Linked DNA regions of Gossypium hirsutum: region 1 is linked to region 2. Evidence: chromatin contacts called from public Hi-C data. All regions are on one chromosome and are shown on one strand. The core of a region is the stretch at or near the end of the contact, and the rest is flanking DNA. Distances in the headings are between cores, read along the strand shown.

The links. Hi-C and Micro-C count contacts between places; a contact is called where the count stands out from the background.
Region 1: a contact with region 2 is called in a Hi-C map of hypocotyl, with 4 times the contacts expected there. The contact joins the enhancer-like site here to the promoter of LOC107915047 in region 2. A contact is called at or near these places in 15 of 34 Hi-C or Micro-C datasets (anther, callus, fibers and 3 more).

Annotation. Positions count from the first base shown.
Region 1 is chrD10:9,279,061-9,284,744 of Gossypium_hirsutum_v2.1, forward strand. No RefSeq gene overlaps it. Among protein-coding and RNA genes, the nearest start is that of LOC107915856, 34 kb to the left of the region's middle. Within about 2 kb of position 2,036, at least 4 of the 9 cell types and tissues checked have an H3K27ac peak or open chromatin away from gene starts, as enhancers often do. A contact at or near this core is called in fibers, hypocotyl and leaf, where this site is marked.
Region 2 is chrD10:9,228,439-9,234,926 of Gossypium_hirsutum_v2.1, forward strand. LOC107915047 (glucan endo-1,3-beta-glucosidase 14) reads left to right here and starts at 4,426. Exons shown (of 3, transcript XM_016844148.2): 1 at 4,426-5,271; 2 at 5,515-6,488. The coding sequence starts at 5,175. LOC107914157 (methyl-CpG-binding domain-containing protein 11) reads left to right here and starts at 518. Exons shown (of 3, transcript XM_016842951.2): 1 at 518-704; 2 at 797-867; 3 at 3,071-4,259. The coding sequence starts at 805. The coding sequence ends at 3,997.

The sequences.
Region 1 (5,684 bases), core at 786-3,285, 48 kb after region 2:
AAATTTTAGAAAATTTCCGGTTTCATGTTTAATTAATAAATAAAAGTATCATTTAACTTCATCCCTAATATGACACAAATTACGATAAATGGAAATTTTGGATTATATTATTTGCTTTTTTTTAGTATTATTATTCCTACTATATTTTTCTCTCAGGTGTTTTTTTGAGTAATGAAATATTAGAGTAAGAATTATATGAAATAGAGATATTATCTCTTTATTATAGTTTAATATTATATTAATATTTTTATCCTAAATTTTATGATTTTTATTTTTATTTAATTTTTTCCAAAATAAAAATATGATTAAACTCATCCATTCCAACTCATTCTTCTTCATGTTCTTTTCTTCTCTGAATACCCGTTCATGCCTTCTTATTTTTTCCAGTTTGTGAAACTAATGCCTAATAATTTAAGCCAAAATTAGGGAAAAAATATAGACCAAGTAATAACATCATTGCTAGATTAAATTCATTCTCTTCTTCAGTGTAATTTCTGAAACTAGAATCTGTATCTTCTTTTAACTTCCTTGAGAATCCCCATATCTTCTTTTCAACTTTTTCATCTCACTTTCTTTAAACACAACCCTTAAAAGTCACCTAACACCTTTTCAATTTGCTCTTATTTTTATTTTAGATTCAAAATAACAGCCGACCACCATGGATGTAAGTTGTGTTTCTCTTCTTGTTTGAATTTCTTCTTTAAAGCTAAATCTAAGGTGGGATTTTTCTTGTTTTGCCTGTTTAACTAGGATTATAATTGCAAGAGAAGTGGGCAAATTCCAGCATTTGGAGACTGGGATCATGCAAATGAATTGCCCATAACTCAGTACTTTAAATCTGCTCGTGAAGCTGGTTTGATTCGTTTCAGCTCTTCATCAGCAAAACCCAAACATTATCTTACTGTTGATTTGAAAACCAAACATCCTCGTAATCATGTTCCTGTTAGAAAGGTTAGCTAGCTCTTCTTCTTCTTCTAAGAATCTTGCTGAATTTGAGATAAGAGAATGAATGGGGTTTGGTATAATATTTAGGGTATTATTGTCTTCTAAAAATGTCTACTGCCCTACTGGAACTTTTACCGGTCAGCTTAAAGCTGTCCAGTGCAGTAGAAACTCCTCACTGTGCTGGAAGCCAACACATTCAAAGGCTGTCCAGAGTCCAGTCCAGTGCAATGAGATTGATAATAAAGGGGAAAAAATTCAACGCACTGTTGTGCGTTGGCATCCAAAGGAGCCATTAGTGTAAAAACAGCGGTGGCGGTGAGATTAGATACTGTAACGATACTGTAGCGTGAGACAAAAAGTAAGCTAAACGCACCGCACCGCACCCAATCGCCCATCCAAACCCACTCTTAAACTCTTCAACTTTACGATTACAATCAAAACAATTACTCATGTATAAATTAAAGACTAAAATTATATCAACCACTATTGCCGACTACCATGATACAAATACTCTAATTCTTAAACATATCCACCTTAGCATTCGAGTTAAAACACAAAATGCAATAATCAATTTACTTTGTAATAAAATATAAAAAAGAATTATTATTATTGTAGTTGCTGCTGCCGTTTTGACTTGACCCATATTGAATTTTACTGCAGGCTCTTGGATTCTTTTTAATAGCGGAATCTAAATGTGATGGAAATGATAATAAAAGTTAAAGTTGGGGAAATGGGTTACTGGCTCTTTGCTTGTCCTCAATGGTTAAGTGCTTTTCACTTATCCTTGACAAGGATCGAGAGCCGGTAAGCATAGGAAATCAAAGAAAACCAAAACCAAAATTAAAATACGAAATGAGGTATTCTAAAATACCTTTTTATTTTATTTAAAAAATAAAGGAAAATGAAAAAAAATCATTTATATAAATTGAAGTAAAAATCCATTTTGTTTTCTTTAAAAAGTAAACAAAAAAATGAAAAAGAAATCATTTATGAGAACTCAAGGAAAAATCCATTTTGATAGGAGTAAATGTGTGAAATTGTTGCCATAGGCTCATGCCCAACCTGATGTATTTTGGGCCATGGCCTGTAGTCTTTTTAGGGGTGAGCCAATAATTGGTTTATTCTCTTATATTTAACCCCCCATCATTCTATTATAATTGGTTTTATCCGTGAAGTTGGTTAGTCGATTTATTTAAAATAATTAAAAAATTAATGTCTTGTAAGTTGTAAGTATGAAAAGTTCATAAGAAGAATTTAAAAAATAATAATAATTAAGCTATTCGACTTAATTCGCACCCAATTGAATCATTATCGCTCAAAAATTTAATTAAACCCTTCTACTAATAATTTTTGTATTTGTCTTTGTTGGCCATTAAAATCAGCTAATGGACACACAGAAGCACTAGATTTAATCTTTCATTTTTTTAATATAAAAATTATAAAAATATGGTAAAATTGTAAAGCTTATAAAAATTATTTAAAATTTATCCAATTATAGGAAATTATAAAAGAAACTTATAAAAATTACAAATATACATTAAGATTTTAATAATTATTGAAAAAATATTAAAGTTTTAAGAAATTATAAATTTATTATAAAAATTTATAAAAACTTTTGATTTTTAAACTATTTAGGGTAATGACTAAGAGGGTGGTCGGAGATGCAGGCTTGATCTTGCTACGATGTGGCTGGCTTTGGTTGTGGCAGTGGGCCGAAACGATGGCCTAGGTTGCTCTATGGTGATTGCTGATACTTTGAGAAGCAAGGGTGGAGCAGCTGGTGTGTGTTAGTGTAACATAATGGCAGCATTAGGACTCAAGCGGGACCAAGGGTGGACAAGGAAGGGTAGTGGGGAGAGTGCAGTGGTTTATGTAAAATATGAAATTTAAAATATAGACTTGGATAAAATTTAAGACTTGTTTTCTATATAGGTTGAGCCTTGGACAAAAATTTTTTACCTGAGCCTGACCCAAATATTATTATATAAAATTATATATGTTTAATTTATATTAAATCACTAATTCAAAAACAATTAAATTCATTATCTAAAACCTAAAGTAACACTCTAAACCCGACCTATGCCAGTCAACTAGCTTACCATTAAAAATGGTTTATGTAAACTCAACCCAATTTAAAATGCAATTAATAAACTAAACAAAAAACTTAATTCTAAAATTTGCCAACCAGCTTACCATTTCAGTCACAGAATGCATAACAAAATTTTCTTCGTAATAAAAATGTAATTGTTGCCATGTACCCATTATGGGTTATAATATAAAATCTATAAAACATATCACTGGCTCACTCCTTGTTCTCAATGGTTAGGTGTTAATCTTTATCACTTAACCATGGGCAAGGTTCGAGAGTTGGTAAACTCAGGGACTAATGGAAGCAAAACAATTAACCTTTATTTCATAAGAGGTATTCTAAAATACCTTTTCTTTTCCTTCCTAGAACTCAATGAAAAGTCATTTTGATACTAGTGTGTCTGAAGGCTCTCAAATCTCGCCATAGGCTCATGCCCAACGAGATGTGTTTTGGGCCAACACTTGCAAAGGTTATAATCTATCATGGTTATTTTGAAGGACTTAAAAAGGAGATTCCTATTTTATTTAGGTAAATTATATTTAATGTCACTAAATTATTAGTAAATTTTTTTATAGTAAAAATGACTTTAAGCAATGTTTCTAAATTGTTTTGAAGGAATTAAGGAGATTCATATTTTATTTATGTTTTGGTTATTCAATTTTAAAAAATTTAAAAATAGTCGTTAAATTATTCAAAAATTTTCATTCAAGCTACCGGTTGTTAAAATCGTTGCTATACAACCCTTTATGCTCGAACCGCCTACACCAATCAAAAGCTCTCTTTCCCTTCTTTTCTACAATTCAATTTTTTTCATGAAACAATTTTGAATGTCACAAATTTGTAGACCAAAATCCAAACAACTTTCTTTTTCAATCTCCAACATTGATCGTCAGATCGACTTGGATCTAAAGTTTATTTTTCTATTCGTCGATGGGTACTAATCCATTATACCGATCGTCGAATCGTCGTTTGGAGCCCACTAGCCAGGCTTTTGAAAAACAAAAACTTAATAGCGTAGTAACTTAAATGAAAACTTTTGTATAGTTTAGTGATCATTTTGTAATTTTTTGAAGTTAAGCGACCAAAACTTAAACTTACTACTAGTTTAGGGACATTGTTGTAGTTTACCCTCTTATTTAATAATAGTGTTTCTTTTTAAGTAAAAAATCGAGGCAAAAAATATACTAAAAAACAAATCCAACAACCCCAATAAAATACAAGTCTGACTTTTCAGTCATTTGGGGAACAAACAAACAGCTATAAAGAAAGAAGTAATTAATAGGAAATATAAAACAGAAACCAAAACAAAAGAAGAAAATTGCCTCGGAGCAGAGGAAAATGAATCATCAATAGAAGGAGACCTTCCATCTTCTCCTCTAGATAGAAATCATCCAAACCCAGAACTCCGATAGTCTTCCAGTCAAGAGGTCACAAGCAATCGTAGAATCAAGTCCCTTCAGGAATCTGCAATGACCGACGGTCATTTTCAACCATCTCAGCTTAGCAGCTTCATGAGGTACATCTTCAACCCAAAAATGAGAGTTTCCCAGCTTAAACCCATTTTTAGCAATTGTATGGGCAACAGTATTTGAATCTCGATCTGCATGTTGAAATAAAACAGAAATAAAATAAGGGACATCACTCTAATATCTTCAGTAAAAATTCCAATAACAGATCTATCTGTAATCCCTCTACGAGCCTTCATTATAGTCATTCTAGAGTCCCCCTCAATCACCACCTGTGAGAACCCCGTGTCCTTAGCAAAGGTTAAGACTTGGAGACAAGCCAAAGCCTCTGCTGAAAAAGCATCTACAACGTTACTATTCAGAATCGACCCACTTTCCATAATCGGCCCTAAATCATTTCTGATGACGAAACTTGAACACGACTGATGTAGATTTTGCTTAAACGCTGCATCAAAATTAATCTTTACAATCGCTTTTTCAGAAGGCAACCACTTGGACAACATGGTTCTCTGCATTTCAGGTAATCTCTCTTTAATCAATGAACTCTCCATTATAAAACTCTTAATTTTGTTCTTATCTCCTGAACTGATTGTTGTTTACCCTCCATTACAAATTTATTGCGAGCATGCCACAACATCCACATTGTAGTCAGAATTTTACTACAACCAATAACATCATTCGTCTGAAAAATGTAAGCCATCCCATACCATAAACTATCACAAGAAGGATCTGTGACCCATTGTAAACCCAATTGACTCTATACTTCATTCGCAGGTCCACACTTCAGAATGACATGCATGGTTGATTCTAGAGACAAACCACACCTTGGACATAAAGGAGAAAACGCAATTCGCCTATTGTATAGAATATAGCCAGTAGGGATCATATTGTGTAAAAGTCTCCAAATAGTGATTTTAATTTTAGAAGGGATGTCTAAAAGCCATAATTTTTTTTTAAATTGCACTATAATCTTGGGAGCTTTCCTCTGTATTTTGATGGTCGATGAGGGTCCTATAACCACTACGGATAAAATAATCACTAGAGCTATCACCCCTCCAAACAATCATGTCTTCATCAATCGGGCGGGACAGAAGGATACACTTGATAGCCTCAACTTCCTCCACAGTAAACACACAGGTAATGGCTTCCTCTTTCCAAGTTTTTGAATTGTGATCTAATAAGTT
Region 2 (6,488 bases), core at 3,176-5,675:
AAATTGAATTGATATTTTCTGAACTTTAAAAAAAATCAATTACCACATAACCCTACTATTATAAACTATTTTACTTGATTTTTTTAGTTAGTGTTTACATTAAATTGATAACATTTGACTCATCATAGCTCAATCTGGTATTTATATATTTTTAATTCATAGATTAAAAAGTTATTAAGAAATATTATGTGTAAACAAAAATAAATATATTCTATTTTTAAAAAAGTTTAATTTTTTGAATTAAATTAAAGCAAATAATTTGATAGCCATCTATCACACATACACACTAAATATTCTCAAAGTCAGCGTACAACTCACGCGCTATGTTACGGCGTGAATGAAATTGACGAGCCGGGATGCACGAGAACCGAACAGTACTCTCTGGATATTTTTGAAACCGCGAATCCAGGACACGTGTCCACTGACCTAAATTTCAAAACTCAAACAGACAATGGAATCGACTCGAAACGAGAAAAAGTTATCCTTAAAAGACCAATTGGCATCTTACCATTGGATAACATTTATATACACGAGTTTTCTGTACCTCGTGTCGTAATTTTATCAATACCTCATTAGATTTTGTAAATAAAAAACATAATCCCGAACTGAAGTCTCAACGGTTTTTATGACACTTCCTTCTTCTTACCACACAAAACACATAAATTCAAAGCAGAGAGAACAGGGAAAAGAAAACCCTTTTTAAGGTTATTTTAGAGATAAGGGTCGTTGTTCTTTTTTTATTTTTTTTTTGGCTTTTTTCCCCTTTTTTTCAGATAGAAATTTGTTGTTTTTGCAGGTGAAAAAATGGAGAGTAAGGAGGAAGTTTTTTCTGTTGAGCTTCCAGCACCTGCTTCTTGGAAGAAAATGGTGATTTTTCTTTCAAATTTGGTTGAGTGCTTATGTTTTAATTTTCTTGTTCCTTTAAATTTTCTATCTTGCTTTTAGTGTTTTATAAATCTGCTTTTTCCCCCCTTTTACTTTTTTAAAATTTGGTTATTGTTTGTGTGGATTTGGGGATTTACTAATTGCTTTGTGTTTTATTGGTATTGTGCTGTAATGTGTTTGTTTATGGTTGTAATTTTATCATTAAGTTTAGCGTTGAAGGTTTTACCTTTGTTTTGGTGATAATAGTTGAAATTAGGGTTTTGTGGAAGTTTTGATCTTTTCAACCATTTTTAGGGTTAAGTTTATTTTTTACATGGTAAGTAAAATTTCCAAAACATTTAACCAGGAAAGCAAAAATTTTCCTTCACATGTGTTTCCCAAAGTAAAAATTTCTTTCTTTGGAGAAAAGGGGACTCCTATTTTGCATTATATTATAAACTTCATGAGAGTTTCAGTGACAATCATGCTGGTTTTCCCAGATGAAATATGCTGTTATTCTCCTTTGGGCTTTCTTTAAACCTAACACTGGTTTTTAAACCTGGAGAAAACTTCCAAAGCAGTTACAGAATATGGGACAAAGCTCCGAAGCTTGAAATGAGTTAATGTTGAACACTTCAACTTTTATTTCAAAAACTCCAAAGTTTGTTGTTTTATAACTTAGGGAAACAAAATGAGCAGTCTTTTTCGTGCATATACTTGTATTCGATACCATCCCCTAAGTCTGAGAAACATGGGTGCACGTAATGGTAAATGTGTGTGCTATTAAGAGTGTAATGTAATACATTTAGTAATTCAATGGTCTCTACTTTTAGCCTGGGTAAGGGATTTTATTAATATTGTTTATAGATCTCACTGCTTAAGTTTATAGACTATGTACTAAATTCATTTATATCACAGACCCTACCTTAATCCCCGATGTATTGTAATCTTTCGATAATGATTCTTACAATATATTTTCTTTTGTCTTTGCATAAATTTGCAGTTTGTTCTGTAAGAGGACAGTTAGTTGATGTTTAAGGCCATATTTCTTGGCTAATGGAGTAATCAAACTATGTATTTTTCATTGGAAAATGATGATTTCTTGGGTACTTTTTAGCAGTTCACAAATTTAACTATTTGGGGATAGGCAGGTGGAGGCAGTGAGGGGGGGCCGGCCCTGGTTTTTGGGAAACAAGCTAACCCTTATCTGTTAAGGATCTGTGCATAAAATTAGGCAAACCTGTAGGGTTCTTCTGTCAGTTTCCTTTTGTAGTACAACTTTCAAGCCAAGAAAAAGCATATTTATCGTGTTAATGGTGATTGATAAGTGTCATTTTGTTTTCTTACAATGGCTTGGTTGGTACTTGGTATAGTATCATCTCAAATTCGAATCTTGCTGCATGGATCAATTGAAATTTGTATCCTACTGCATGAATCAATTGAAGCAAATTATAATCCCTACATTATTCGATTTTGAGTACGGCTAGATTTAGTATTTACATACAGGGAATTAAAACATGAGCAAAGGGCTGAACGTTGCTGATAAACCACTTAATTATATGGTCTGGAAAATCCTAAAAACTGCAGTGGATTGAAATGTCCGAACTTACCAGCATGAGTTGATTCAGTTTATTTTAGCACCGTGGCAAGCCCCAGGGTTTAAGTCTCACCAGTAATTCTATTTGGCGAGTAATCTATAAATACCAGTTTCAGTTTTTTATTAAACCAGTGGCATGCCCCGACTCGGACTAGATAACCTCCCCATACCTAAACTTTTTCTCTTAAAAGAAAGAAATGTCCAAATTTTAGTAATATTGTTTTCCTCTCTCTGTGTGTAGACACTGTACAAACTTTTCTTTTACTTTGTATCTAGTAGTCCTCTGCTTGATCAGCGTTGAATTGTTTCATGATCATTCCGATGTTAGTATTTTTTTCTTTTAAGTATTTAAATTTGTTGATGTCATTGAATCATTTGGCATGGCCCTTTGGCAGAAATTAAACATTCCCTTAGCAACTTAGGTCTTGACTACATATAGATCGACAATAACTTTGTGTCTTCCACTTGTTTTGTATGATCTGAAACATGCAGATGGATTATGATACATTTTGAATTGCATATTTCAGTGTTCATGTTATTGTGCTTCTTCTTTAATTAATTTGGCTGTAGTATACTTGTATAAAATGTCTTTCCGGTTTTTGTTTACAGTTTTCTCCCAAGAAAGTCGGTTCACCCAGGAAGACTGAGATCATGTTCATTGCACCAACTGGGGAGGAGATTAGTAGCAGGAAACAGTTGGAGCAATATCTAAAATCACACCCTGGTAATCCTCCAATAACAGATTTTGATTGGGGTACCGGTGAGACCCCTAGAAGATCAGCAAGGATCAGTGAAAAGGCCAAGACTGCTCCAACACCAGAAAAGGAACCCCCAAAGAAGCGAGGCCGAAAATCATTGAGTGCAAAGAAGGAAAACAAGGAAACAGAGGCCGTTCCTGAAAAATCCGAAGGTGAGAAAGAAAATGAAAAGGAAGATGCACCAGCCACTGAAAAGGAAACTGCGGCAGCTGAAAGAGAAAAAGATACTTCCATCGAAACTCAGGTTCAGGATGGAGGTAAAACAGAAGTGGCAGATCAGACTGGGCATGCTGACACCAAGATGGATGAAGCTGGTACAGATGTTAAGGTACCAGAAACTGCAGAGGCTGGCAAAAAAGAAGAGGCTGCTGGTACTGAAGAAACCCCGACTGCAATGGAGGTTCAAGAGAAACCTGCAGAAGCTAGTTGCACAGATGGGACTCAAACTGCAAAAGAAGGGGAAGCCCCTACTGAAAAGGTGCCACAAACTCAGGCAGAGGAGAATGGTACATGTGAGAAACAACCAGAAAACCCAGAAACTGTGACATTGGAAGCTAACGGGGGAGTAGAGAAAGAGAATCCAAATGGAGCAGTCCCTGTATCTGAGGGAGAAGCCAAAGAGACACAAGGTTTACAGGAGGTGGCTGGCAAGTGTAGTGTTGAGGTCGAGGACAAAGGCAAGGCAGTAGATGGGGAGGTGATTGAAAATGGTAAGGTTAAAGAAGGTGGGAAAGCTGATACCCCACAACCTACAGGATCTGCTCCTGCAAGCAACTAATATGACCACCAGTATCCTAGCCACCCTGTGGTATTCTAGTTTATTGTATTTGCCTGTAACCTCTATGATGATTCCATGGATGACTGTAACATTAATGATGTTTCTGCTAGATTTGTTTGTTAGTGGGATAGCAATCAACCTGTATCCCTGTAAGAAGTAGGTTTGAACGTCGCAGCTTTTGTTACATTGTGCAGAACTTAGATTGTAGGCACATGGAACTCGTGATTTATGGTTAGTGGCTCAAGTCTCAGATCGAACATTACATGTTATGTCATTGACTAACTGCGCTGTGTATGCTTGATATGTTGTTGACACAATATGCTGGTGTTTTTTTTCTGTTATAACTATTCGGAACCATGCAATGGTTCCTGGTGCATGGAACCGTCATGCCCTTGCTTAACGTGCAGCTTTTTAAACCCTGGTTAAAGCATGTAGGTAGGTGTTTCGCTCTCATGATTTGTTTACATAATTATTTGGAGTTAAAAGGCAACATTGATAGCTATCCTTCATGAGCATCTTCTATCTTTGCTGGGTATGCACATGCTGCGTTGTTTTCAAAGCAATAATCGAAGGTGTTTTGCCAATGATTTTTAAAACTGTTAAATAAGAGCTATATTTTTCTTTATTCAAAGGTTTTCCATATGAATATAAAAGTAGGCTTTTCGTTAACCTACAAAACTGTTTCCTCACTAAGCTTGATTAAGTAGCTTAATAATCATGCCACCTCTTCTATAATGCAAAAGCAACAAGCAAAAGCCAAACTTATTTCCATCATTAACCAATGATTCACTTCTCCTCATATCCCAAGAAAGGTATACATAAAATTTATTCAACTATCCATCTGCATACACGAGGGGCACATGTACTTTTTACGAGTAACAGTGTCATTTGTTTATGGACAAGCCCCCAAGAATAGAAAGTTGCAGAAAAGGCATACTTTGATAGTAAGAATCTTTTAGTTTTTTTTTTTTTTTTTTTTGAACTTTGGGTTAAGGTTAAGAATCTTCGTCCTCTTCTTTATTTCTAAAGCCTTTTTGGTACATCATCTTTAAATAAGGTTTAAGAATATTTTCTTGGGTGGTTTTTGTGACATGCCTGCATTAACAAGTCTTGCCTTTCTTTTTGCTATAGTTTTTAAGTCATCAAAGACTGGACCAACCCCACCTCTTTTCTACAAATGGAATGCACATCCTCCGTTTATCTTCCTACATTTCATATGGGTTCTTCTATCTTTCTCTGGCTCTTCCTCATCTTCTCTGTCATATTCTCTCCTGGTATGCACCTTTCGTTATTGTATCTTTTCTTTTTGCTGATACTTATTGCATATGTAATACACCATAAAAAAATTTTAAAAAGAAAAAGGTCCCTTTTTTTCATCAATATGGCTGCTTTGCTTTAATCCATTATAAGTTTGGTTGCATGCTGAGTTGATGAATTACTCTGCGTTTCAATGACTGTATTATTGCCCATGTCTAATTAAAGCACATATATTATTGGTGATGTGTGTGATCATGCAGTTTCAGCTAAACATTCAGTCACATGGACCTATGGAGTAAACTATGGCAGAATAGCAAACAACCTACCACAACCAGAAAGCGTGGTGACGCTTCTAAAAGCTGCAAAGATAAACCACATTCGAATCTACGACGCAGATCACGGAGTTCTCCAGGCCTTTAAAGGGTCCGGTATAGAAATTATAATTGGACTTCCCAATGAATATTTAAAAGAAATAAGTATAGGTGAGGACCGTGCCATGAATTGGGTACAAGAAAACGTACAGGCATTCCTTCCCGATACTCGAATCCGAGGAATAGCCGTCGGCAATGAGATATTGGGAGGGACAACTATAGAACTTTGGGAGGTCTTATTACCAGCAGCAAAGAATGTTTATAGTGCTCTATACAGATTGGGTTTACAGCATACTGTTGAGGTTTCAAGTCCACATTCAGAAGCTGTATTTGCCAATTCTTTCCCACCATCAGCTTGCATCTTCAGACCCGATGTTGCTCCTTTCATGAAGCCACTATTGGAGTTTTTCTCACAGATTGGCTCTCCGTTTTATATAAACGCATATCCATTCCTAGCCTACAAGAATGACCCTCAACACATCGACATTAACTACGCATTATTCAAAGATAATCGTGGGATTTATGATGCAAAAACGAAGCTACATTACGATAACATGTTTGAAGCTCAGGTAGATGCAGCCTATGCAGCATTGGACAAAGCTGGTTTCAACAAGATGCAAGTCATTGTTTCTGAAACCAGTTGGGCTTCGCGTGGGGATCCTGATGAAGCTGGTGCAAACGTGAAGAACGCAAGGACTTACAACCGGAACCTGCGTAAACTATTGGCTAAGAAGAAGGGAACCCCATTTAGGCCAAAGATGGTGATCAAGGCTTATGTTTTTGCACTGTTCAATGAAAATTTAAAGCCTGGGCCAACATCCGAGAGAAACTTTGGATTGTTCAAACCTGATGGAAGCATTGCG